Linked DNA regions of Zea mays: regions 1 and 2 are each linked to region 3. Evidence: chromatin contacts called from public Hi-C data. All regions are on one chromosome and are shown on one strand. Each heading gives the region's core, a stretch centred on a gene start, on an enhancer-like site or on the middle of the called end of the contact. The rest is flanking DNA. Distances are from core to core; before and after follow the strand shown. Region 1 holds the start of LOC100281408 (boron transporter-like protein 2). Region 2 holds the start of LOC100277712. Region 3 holds the start of LOC103649680.

Region 1 (3,376 bases), core at 507-3,006, 270 kb after region 3:
GTTTTTATTCCTTGCAGAAAATCGAGGTTTGCCTCAGGAGCATCAGTCAGAGGCGCTTCATGTTAAGCATATAGGAATATTGGCTTTATTTGCTCTCTCACCATGTGCTAGCTGGTTAAGTAGTATTAGCATTGCTATTGGGTGCTATCTGCTGTCTTTTGGATGAAACCAATCTATTATTTTGTTCTGCTAGTAGGCGCTATTCTGAATTTTCAAGTTCTCTGGAATTTTTACTGGAACCACAATTTGTATGGAGTTAAGAACTGTTCTGCTTGTTCCATCAATATGTATGCAGGTTCTAATATATATTGTGGATCTGATACATATGTACACACTCTCATAATTCACTGGTTTATAAAAATTTAGAATATATATGTGTTCAAACGTCCAGCCCTACTTTCTTTTTATTACTAATCTGTTATTCTATTTATACGTTCATTTATACATTTGTTCATTTATACATTTGAAGAGAGATGTGTTAGTAGAGTCACTGGACACCCTGACAACCAAACGATCACAGGGCGCTTAAACCCCACCGGGCAGCACCAGACGGGGAAGAAGTATAGCAAGTTTTGCCCCCATCGGTGGTATGTAACCTGGGTGGCTGTTTCCTGTGCAGCACCAGACTGTGTTGCGTCCCGGTTAGTGCGTGGGAGTTGAAAGCTGGTCCCTTGACCGTAATTTTAAAATTTATCAACGGGGCCGAATGAGATCAACCTAACGGCTAAATTGAACAAAAAAACCGGTGTTGGATGGTAACGCTATTATGACGATGAGGCCGGGTTGGCTTAGAGACGGGGTAGGTGACCGCAACTGGAGATAGATCGGGTCCCTTCGATTAAGTGTGAGAGGAGTTACTATGAACGTTGGCTCACGTGTGACGTAAAATTGTTCGAGTTGACTTTGGTTCGGTCCGAAACGAATGATGTCAACCTAAAGATTGCAATCATTATCGACGTAATAATATTATTTGTTGCTGCAGCTCCAACCCTGCCGTCACAAGAAACTAGTAGTGATGGGCCATGAGCTTCCAAGGTCTGAAGGGAATTTTACGCTCGGCCGCGGGAGGATCGCGTCGTACGTGGACGTGTGTGGTACGTACTTGGACTGCAGGACTGGTGGTGCCGTGGCATTTTCTCGGTGGGTGATAGATAGGCAGTTTTTTGTTGCAGCGACAGGCACCGTCGTACGGGAGACCCCGACCCCGACCTCGGCCTGCACTGCACCCATCTCCCTCCGGGATACGGTGCTGTTGCTAGCCTGTTAGTAGCGGCCCTGAAAGGTGCGGATGTGATATGGCGCGCTTGTGTACGTATCGACCAGAAGGGTGCTCACATGTGTGTGTGTGTGTGAGTACTATGAAACATGGGACGGGAAGCCGTTGACCTTTGGCTCTCCGTCACGGGGCCTCAGCCGCCGCTGCCGGTGCGGTCCGGAGTCCGGACTGCGGCCAGGCCAGGCACAGGCGCGCTCCTCCACGCCACGTGCCGGGTGGACCCCCCCCTGCGGATCGCCAGCGGTGGGCCCCTTCCAAGTGTCACTTGCGGGCGGCTCCACTCGTGAGGCAGCCAAGACGGACAAGGGTCGCACCTGCGGGCTGCGGCCCAGCCCAAACTCGACAGTGAGCGAGACGAGACGCCAGGCAGCATTGATCGAGACTCGAGAGCGCGTCCTCCTCCCTCGCCGCGCTCGGCTGCCTGCCTTGCCTTCTCTTCTCGGCTCACACATAAATACCGGCATCCGGGCGAGACTCTACCTCGACAAAGCCCACGCCGCGCCCTCGCCCTCGCCCTCGCCCCCCTGCCTAGGGCTCCGCGCCGCCCCGAGGAGAGGAGAACGCGCGCGCGCGCGCGCGCGCCATTGCGGATCCAAACGCTCCGCCGCCTCAACTCCCTCGTCAATTCACCTCCGCCGCCGCCGCCGCGCCGCTTCGAACACGGTACGGCTTCGATCTACTGCCCGATCGGGTGGGTTCGGTTCGGTCCATGTGCGCGTTACCTCGTCGCCGGATGCCGCGTCGATGTCTGCAGATTCGGAGAGTTACTCATGGTGTCCCCAGACTGTTCTTCTGGCGTCGCCTCCTCTCCCTCCCTCCCTCTCCCTCCCTCCCTCCCTCTCTCTCTCTCTCTCTCTCTCTCTCTCTCTCTCTCTCTCTCTCTCTCTCTCTCTCTCTCTCTCTCTCTCTCTCTCTCTCTCTCTCTCTCTCTCTCTCTCTCTCTCTCTCTCTCTCTCTCTCTCTCTCTCTCTCTCTCTCTCTCTCTCTCTCTCTCTCTCTCTCTCTCTCTCTCTCTCTCTCTCTCTCTCTCTCTCTCTCTCTCTCTCTCTCTCTCTCTCTCTCTCTCTCTCTCTCTCTCTCTCTCTCTCTCTCTCTCTCTCTCTCTCTCTCTCTCTCTCTCTCTCTCTCTCTCTCTCTCTCTCTCTCTCTCTCTCTCTCTCTCTCTCTCTCTCTCTCTCTCTCTCTCTCTCTCTCTCTCTCTCTCTCTCTCTCTCTCTCTCTCTCTCTCTCTCTCTCTCTCTCTCTCTCTCTCTCTCTCTCTCTCTCTCTCTCTCTCTCTCTCTCTCTCTCTCTCTCTCTCTCTCTCTCTCTCTCTCTCTCTCTCTCTCTCTCTCTCTCTCTCTCTCTCTCTCTCTCTCTCTCTCTCTCTCTCTCTCTCTCTCTCTCTCTCTCTCTCTCTCTCTCTCTCTCTCTCTCTCTCTCTCTCTCTCTCTCTCTCTCTCTCTCTCTCTCTCTCTCTCTCTCTCTCAGCGGTGTGTGTGTGTGTGTGCATGCGTCCATGCATGACGACTGGCTCATGCTTGCACTATGTGTGTATGTGCGTGTTTTTAGAACCAACGCCGGTGTGTGTGGTTTCACTCCGACCATCCGGAGATTGATTTTTTCCCCCCTGGGAGTGGGGGATTTGCAGAGGTTTTCGCGGCTGTCTCCGACGATCGCCTCAGCGATTTTCTGTTTATGTGGTGTTTTTTTAAACGGCTCCAGCATCCGAATCTCGTGCTCCTTGTTTTTCCACTGCTTCTGCTTGTATTCGCTAGAAAATTCGTCGCACACACCCGTGCGTCGCGTGCCTTTTTCTTGTAGAAGTCTTCTTTTACTTATTTGTTTGACCGGTTCTGGACGTGCATCGCGCACAGCTGTTATTTCTCCTTAAAAGTCGTCGTGGAAAAATCGATCCGTGCGTTCGTTCGTTCCTTGCTCTGCGTTAGGACTGGGTCCCACCCGTGGAGGGGACCTCTTGGACCAGACTGTGAGCTGCAATTTTTCCGCCGGAACAGTTTTTAGTGCTCTAATTCTAGTTCATCAGAGCATTTTGCACTAGTTTTGGTATAGCTGCTGGATTAAATTGTTCGAACGGTTATTTAAAAAGTTGTTGCACGA
Region 2 (3,513 bases), core at 604-3,103, 350 kb after region 3:
TGAGGAGAGAAGCTCACTCGGTCTAAGTGACCGTTTGAGAGAGGAAAAGGGTTGAAAGAGACCTGGTCTTTGTGACCACCTCAACGGGGAGTAGGTTCGCAAGAACCGAACCTCGGTAAAACAAATCACCGTGTCATCTGCTCTATTTCCTTGGTTGATTTGTTTTCGCCCTCTCTTTTGGACTCGCTTATATTTCTAACGCTAACCCGACTTGTAGTTGTGCTTAAGTTTGTAATTTTCAGATTCCGCCTATTCACCTGTCTCTAGGCGACTTTCACCTAGAGCATGTCAAAGTTTCACATGGAATTGGAGCTATTCGAAAGAGGTGTTTGGCTAGGAGCCTAAGACGATGCCCTCATCTCTAAAAATACTGATTACAAGACAAATCACCATTATTGCCCCTATTTTTGGACCTATATGTCATCTTTTCTAGCCCCATCTCTTTTCCATCACGCACATACTTGCCAAGGAGGGTGGGGCGGAAGGGGGCGAGCGACGCACGAGGCGTTGGTGTTGGAGTGACCGAGCATCGCACGAGGCTGGTGCATGAGGGGTGATGGGAGGCAGGAGTGCCAGTTCGCGACGGTTAATGGGAGGTGTTGCTGGGGACGTCCACAAGATGGGGGTGGAACCGATCTTTTTTTTCCTCGAACACTACCTAGGAGAGAGTTGTGTAATGGATGGCAATAGGTAATTACCGTATAACTCTTTGACAAATTATAAAATAAAGATTTCTGTAGCACTTTTTTAAGGTTCCACCAAAAAATGTGGAGCTAATAGGTAGATTCACATTTTTGTGGAGTCGGCGATGTTTGATTGAAATAAGTTGGATTGGAGCTGGATTTCCTGCATTAAAGCCGTCCCCAACACCTCGTTAAGAGCATCTCCAATAATGCCTCAAACTAGTGACTAAAATTGAAATATAGGGCTCTACATAGAGAAAACTACTCCAACAGTGTCTTATTTCATAAAATTTTGTCAAAAAACTATATAACACCCTCTCAAGTGACTCAAATATACTACACCGTAGTGGGCTGCCCTATAATCTAGATGTGAAGCTTTACTGTTGGAGCAGGGTGTTTTGTTGGTGCCCTAAATTCTATAAAATATACTTATTTTTAAATTATAAGATATTTTTATAGATCACGTTGTTGGAGATGCTCTTAGTCAGTAGGACGTTGACCGATGTGGCATAGTTTTTTTTTGACAGTATACATTAGCGACACCTTGATTTGGAAATAAAATTTTGATGGGATTAATTTCAAATTTCCTTTTAAAAACGATCTAAAGAGTAAAAAAAAAGGCGGTGTGCCCGCCGCCCGCGTATTTGAAACGGACCCCGAACCCGACGGCAGAGAAGCCGCAGAGCGAGCCACCGTCCCAGCGAAGTTGTCCGAAAAGCAAGAAAAAAGCCGGCCCCATCCCGATCGGCCCAACCCAGGACATGTGTAAGATACTAGGTTATAGTTCTCTGAGCATTAAATATACGTAAAAACCTTGTTATATAATCTAATGTATTTAAGTCTTATATTTTTTTTATAATAGAACCTCTCAAAATACGATTTATTTGTGTTGATTATATGACTAGCTTATTTGTGTTGATTGTATGACTAGAACCGTTTCTAAACTTATAAAACCCCGTCTTTGTTTTTTCATTTAGCCCTTGATAGTTGAAATACATGCTCTAAAAGCGACGGCCCGCGCTCGAGAAAAAGCGCACCGCACGACGCATGCCGCGGCCCCGCTCGCCTGGCCTGCACGAAACCTTATCCACTCGTTGGGCTCGGCCCCTCCGTTCTTGTCGCACGCTTTATAATCCCCCCAGGCCACCACCACCTTTGCAATCCCAATCCCAATCCCAATCCCAATCCACCCGCAGGTCGCAAACTCAACACACAGTCAGCCTCAAACCTCTTTCTCGTCCGAATCCAGAACTTCCATCCATGGCAGTGTCATCAGGGATGGTCTTCTCCGTCCGCCCGCCGGCTCCGGCCCGGCCCTGCGCTTGCTCTGCCACGGCGAGGGCGCGCCCCGTCGGCGACGGCGCCAAGTGGTGGGCGCCGCTGCTGGGGTGGTCCGGGCAGCCGGACTACATCGACGCGCGGCCGGCGTCCGAGGACGAGCCTCTGCCGCGGGGGCCGGCCTCGGCCTCGGCCTCGGCCAGGCGGTTCGGCGTGCTGACGGAGGACAAGGCGCGGCGGCTGCGCGTGCAGATGATGGAGACGGAGAGCTTCCACGACGCCATGTACCACTCCGCCATCGCGTCCCGCCTCGCCTCCGCCGCGCCCGACGCCAGGCCCTAGCCGCCGGCCAGATCGCCGTGGCAGCCCGTGTCTGTACATACGTGCGTGTGCTTGAACCTTTCCAGCTTCCGTCCGTCCTTGTTAAAAAAAAATGAATAGCGTGGCGAGTGCCGGTGTTGCTGCGGAGGAGATGGAGATGGAGATGGAGGAGGGGGACTAGTATTAGGATGGTGTCCCTCCCGACCCGACTCGATCGGCTGCGACCCAGTAGAGATATATGTTCATGTAGCTGTGTACCATTAGTTCTTGCGCTAAATGTTATGGAGTGGTGATGTTTTCGGTTTGACTTGGTAAATTAATACGTATGTGTTTTCCTCTTGTACTGCAACAGCAAACACATCTTCTTTTCGATCCTCTGCAAACTGCCTGCAAAGTACTCAAGGGCATGCTTGGAGTCCTAAAATTTTATTAGAATCACATCCGACCATGTCCTGCATCATTCGTCATCAACACGAAGCGTCAGTGAGAGAGAGAGAGAGAGGCAGAGCTTCCCCAATGGCTGTCGTGTCCCTTTCGGCACGCACCGAAGTCAGCTGTGAATCCTGTCCCCGTCAAGCCTCGCAAGATTTTTCGTCCGAGTCCGAGTGTGTCTGTTATCCCAGTCACGTCGCACATCCGCACCAATCAGGCACGGCAACGCTTCACGCCCCCGTACTGCCAAACCTCCGTCCCTGAAACTGACGTCCGCGTATAAAAACTACTCCGGTGGATTGCCGGTTTGATGCATGGTAACTAATAGTTAAATGACTAAAACATTCAAGTGCAAACTGACTAACTATTAATTGATTTTAACTGGATTAAACTAGCCAATGGACTTCTCTCGTCCTGGTTTATCAGTTCGCTTCGGATTAAAATCGATTCTCTCGTCCAGGTTTATCTATTCACTTCGGATTAAAGTCGATTGTTACAGTTAAACTCGTAGAGACAAAAACACCGTATAAGCTGTAGAAGCCGGTATAGATTGAAGTCAAGCGAACATGTTAGGGATGTCTTTAATTCTCTCTAACGTTGGTACTATTGTATTGATGTATACGTGTTTAAAGAGAGAGTCTGCCTTATTTTATAGACTAGAATAAAATTGGTTACACCTTATACCTCTACTACTTATTAAGGCAGTAAGAGATAGGCTGTTATTCTATGTTCTGTCATTCCCATTTCCTGTTCTACCTTTCAGATTTCTCCCTCCCCGCACAGTCCATTATCACCATTC
Region 3 (3,540 bases), core at 486-2,985:
TCATATATCTTAGTAGTAGTTTCAGACACATTTGCTACAGGTCGTTGGTGCTTTGACAACATCTCAGCGTACAGGTCGTTGGTGCTTTGACAACATCTCAACTTGAAAGTAGCTGAAACTGAAAGATAGCCAAGGCATCCTCAATACCTCCCCAGTGACGAACCCCCCACCTCCACCGCACACACGCACACCCAACTGGCCTTATCGCTTTCAAACGCCGAATAATCACTTTAAGTTGGCTAGACAACGTATAGCTTCTTTGGTTCTATTTGTTTCAGCTTACGCCCCGTTTGGATCTCTTTATTTTAGACAGTTTGAATCCACTCAATAAAGTAACTTATTTAACTATTTCGTAGTCTATATATAGTTGTTTCGTAGCCTAAATTATAAAAACGTAGATTAGTCTTATCTAAGACACAAAATAAAAAATGCCCTTATTTGTTTATTTGATTTTTTGCAATTATGGCATTGTAACGATCATACATTTAAAGATACGAAAATAGAATTGTGCCAGTTGGTACATCTTATTTGGCCAAAAGAAAGTATATATAAATAAAATTACAGTCTTCTAGCAAACAATGCAGCAATTTGATCTCGAATATTATTCATGTCGACCTTTCAGTAAGTCCAATTTATTCTTCAATTGAAGCCTTGAATGGTGCAGTCATGTTGCTATCTTGTACTTTTCAGCTATGTTGTTGTGACCACGGGTAGTCATGATGTCATTCGACCTATTACCAGCATTGATTTCTTGGATACAAATTTCACAAAACCCTCTAGTGTTCTCAAAAGTCCAAGCTGCTTTGTCATAACTTCATTCTACTCAAAATTAAAAACATGCATGCAAATAAAGTTTAGGAATTTAAAACATATACACAGTTAACGTCCTGGAGTACAATAGAAAAAAATAGTGGGAAGAAATTTACATTGTTTTCAATTAGTGGTTCAGCATGTTGTTCCTCTTCGTTGGGTTGCGAATCGCCCACATCAATTAAATTAGATCGTGGAGGCTTGTAGGCGCAGGGCGCTCCCATGTTCGTGGCCACGAATAAAACGAACAGACCCTTGCGAACCTTGTGATGGCCACTTTCCACGTCCGGATCCTTTCTCGGACTGTGGTACTCCATCGAAAATAACGTCTACAAAGTAAGATTGTGTTAACATTTTAACAAACAAGTGGGGTTCAGAAGAACATGTAGACCTAACACAAGACACTAGTGAGCATTTTATCGAACATCTACAGCACACCTGCCACATGAGCCGTAGCTTCATTCGGTGTGGTGACACCGGGCCCTGCGATCGTGGCGCCATTGCCGCGCCCTGCGGACAAAGAGCCAATGTTGCACACAACGCTACTATTCCGACTTCGTGCTCTGTCGCGCGTAGTGCTCGCGGTGGTGAGGCCGCGCCCAGTGCTCACCATGTCGAGGCTCGCGGTGGCGAGTCCAGGCCCAGCCCTATCGCGGCCCATGCTGGAGCTTGCGACGTCGCGCCCCCCTGTCCGCATGCCAGTGGTGGTGCTGAGCCCTCCTGTGCCCGTGAGCTCACCATCTGAAGCCGGTGTCGGTACGAGCGCTCTTTCTTCGTCTTCCAAGAACGAGTTGAAATCCAACCCTCGCCTCAAGGTGCTCCTATACTTCAATGTCGAGCCAGGTTTTCCTCGTTGTTGAGGTCATCTATGGAGGGAGAGGCTGGCAGTATGGGCACGCATGATGGAGACAATGGGCAGAATGTCGGCGTCCTCGTTAGATGCGTTAGGGATGAAAACGGTCGGAAACGGTATTTATTCGGTAATCAGTTTTTTCTTTGATTGCGAATAAATATGATATAGAATATACAATATAAATTTGTATTCTTGTTTTTAACATCCAGCTTGTTAAGATTCATAAAAGATAAATCTTAAATTCATCCTACATTTTCTCAAATAATAGATATAAACTTCGGTATGGATTCGGAAACAAATTCGGTAATTTTTTTAACTTTTTGTGTTGTAGGGAGCAAATAATATATAAAACAACTTATATAATATTTTATTCATATTTGTACTAATGTGCTTGATAACATAAGAAAAGATCAACATCAAATTTTATATATATCTATTTTAAAATATTAAATTTGTTCTAACAGTTCGGATTACCACTTTCATCCCTAGATGCGTGGAGGCGGGTTGGAGAAAGCAGCAGGGAAGGGGGCAAAGGGATGGATGAATGGGCGGCCGCGAGCCCAGCACGAAGCCCTTTATTTGGGTCCAATCTAAGCCCAGCACATCTAGTTCTATGTGGGGCCGGGCTCGAACAGGAAACTGTGCTTACCGGCCCGTTTACCTCTAAGCCTGATTTTTTGCACTAAACTGTGCTTACTGGCCCGCTTAGTCCGTTTTTCGGCTCGCTTTTTCCGTGCTTACCGGGCTGGTCCGACCCGTTTAGGCCCGCTGTGGGCCGTGCTCGGACAGAGAAACGAGCCCGCATGCTTAGATGGCCCGACCCAATTTTCTAACCGTGTTTGGCGGGCTAGGCCCAAAACGAGTCAGGCTTCACCGGGCCCGGGTCGGGCCGGGCGGCCCGTTTGGCCAGGTAGGATGGAGGAAGCGGCCGTCAGGATGGAGAGTACCGTGATGGGGGAGACCGATCGGACCGATTTTTTTGTTTTTTAATCTTTTTTCTAACAAAAATTTACATTAGACACATAGATGACTTATTTCAGGATTTGGACCCGAAGCTCAGCGCCATCAGCTACGACGCCGAGGTAACACAGCTCGGCGCCATAGGCTATGCGCCGAGCTTTGACGTGGTGGTGGTGGCTCGCGGTGGCTAGGGCTGGCGTGGCGCTGACGTGACCCTCCTAGCTTGACGCCACAGATTTTGGCGCCGAGCTAGGAAGTCTTATAAATCGTCCGTTCTGCTGGCCGAGAGGGACGTCCTCCTCATTTCTCAACTTCGCCTCCATTCAAATCATCTTAAAAAACGGCCAGATTCGAGTTGGAATACTTTGTATACCAAGGTATGGTGTCTCACTGATTTGTTTTGTATATTATGTTGTAATTTTTCGATTATTAGTTTTGATTGTTGCTCCTAGGATATATAGTTCATATGATGACTACAATTTTGATTGTTGCTCCTAGGATATATTAGTTTAGATAATTGTGTTAATAAATAATCGTTTCTTAGATGAAAGACATGTACCGGGAGGCATTGTGGCAGAAGAGAGGTCGTCCTAGGGAGTTATATCCAGATGTATCTAGTAAGGATGCTCCTATTCCTCCTGATCTTCCTGTGCCTAAATGTGACTGTGATAGACCGGCTTGGGTATGTCAATCCAAACATCCAGACACGGCTGCTCGCTGCTTCTACCTTTGTGGCGGTTTTAGCGTACATAGCTTATGACTTGTGAGTTAATATTGTTTACTAAATATGTACTAATGCTTCATTCCATTTTTATAGGAGCAGCTGAGGTGTTTCTTTTTCTAGTGGATCGACAGTGCTGATAAATTTGATCCTCTTCTTTTCGCTAATTGGTTGTGTGGAAGGACTAGTCATGAGC

What was found. Hi-C and Micro-C count contacts between places; a contact is called where the count stands out from the background.
Region 1: a Hi-C map of ear shows a contact between it and region 3, with 5 times the contacts expected there. The contact joins the promoter of LOC100281408 here to the promoter of LOC103649680 in region 3. A contact is called at or near these places in 11 of 25 Hi-C or Micro-C datasets (bundle sheath, ear, endosperm and 3 more) and 1 of 3 datasets of contacts at active chromatin or transcription factors (leaf).
Region 2: a Hi-C map of tassel shows a contact between it and region 3, with 4 times the contacts expected there. The contact joins the promoter of LOC100277712 here to the promoter of LOC103649680 in region 3. A contact is called at or near these places in 5 of 25 Hi-C or Micro-C datasets (bundle sheath, ear, endosperm and 2 more).

What each region holds. Positions count from the first base shown.
Region 1 is chr3:10,950,579-10,953,954 of Zm-B73-REFERENCE-NAM-5.0, forward strand. It overlaps LOC100281408 (boron transporter-like protein 2), which reads left to right and starts at 1,757. Exons shown (of 14, transcript NM_001365686.1): 1 at 1,757-1,939. LOC109944952 reads left to right here. Exons shown (of 4, transcript XM_020550709.1): 4 at 296-302. The coding sequence ends at 302.
Region 2 is chr3:11,033,704-11,037,216 of Zm-B73-REFERENCE-NAM-5.0, forward strand. LOC100277712 reads left to right here and starts at 1,854. Exons shown (of 1, transcript NM_001371599.1): 1 at 1,854-2,631. The coding sequence starts at 1,944. The coding sequence ends at 2,303.
Region 3 is chr3:10,684,734-10,688,273 of Zm-B73-REFERENCE-NAM-5.0, forward strand. It overlaps LOC103649680, which reads right to left and starts at 1,736. Exons shown (of 3, transcript XM_020550664.3): 1 at 1,249-1,736; 2 at 927-1,139; 3 at 423-819. The coding sequence starts at 1,311. The coding sequence ends at 715.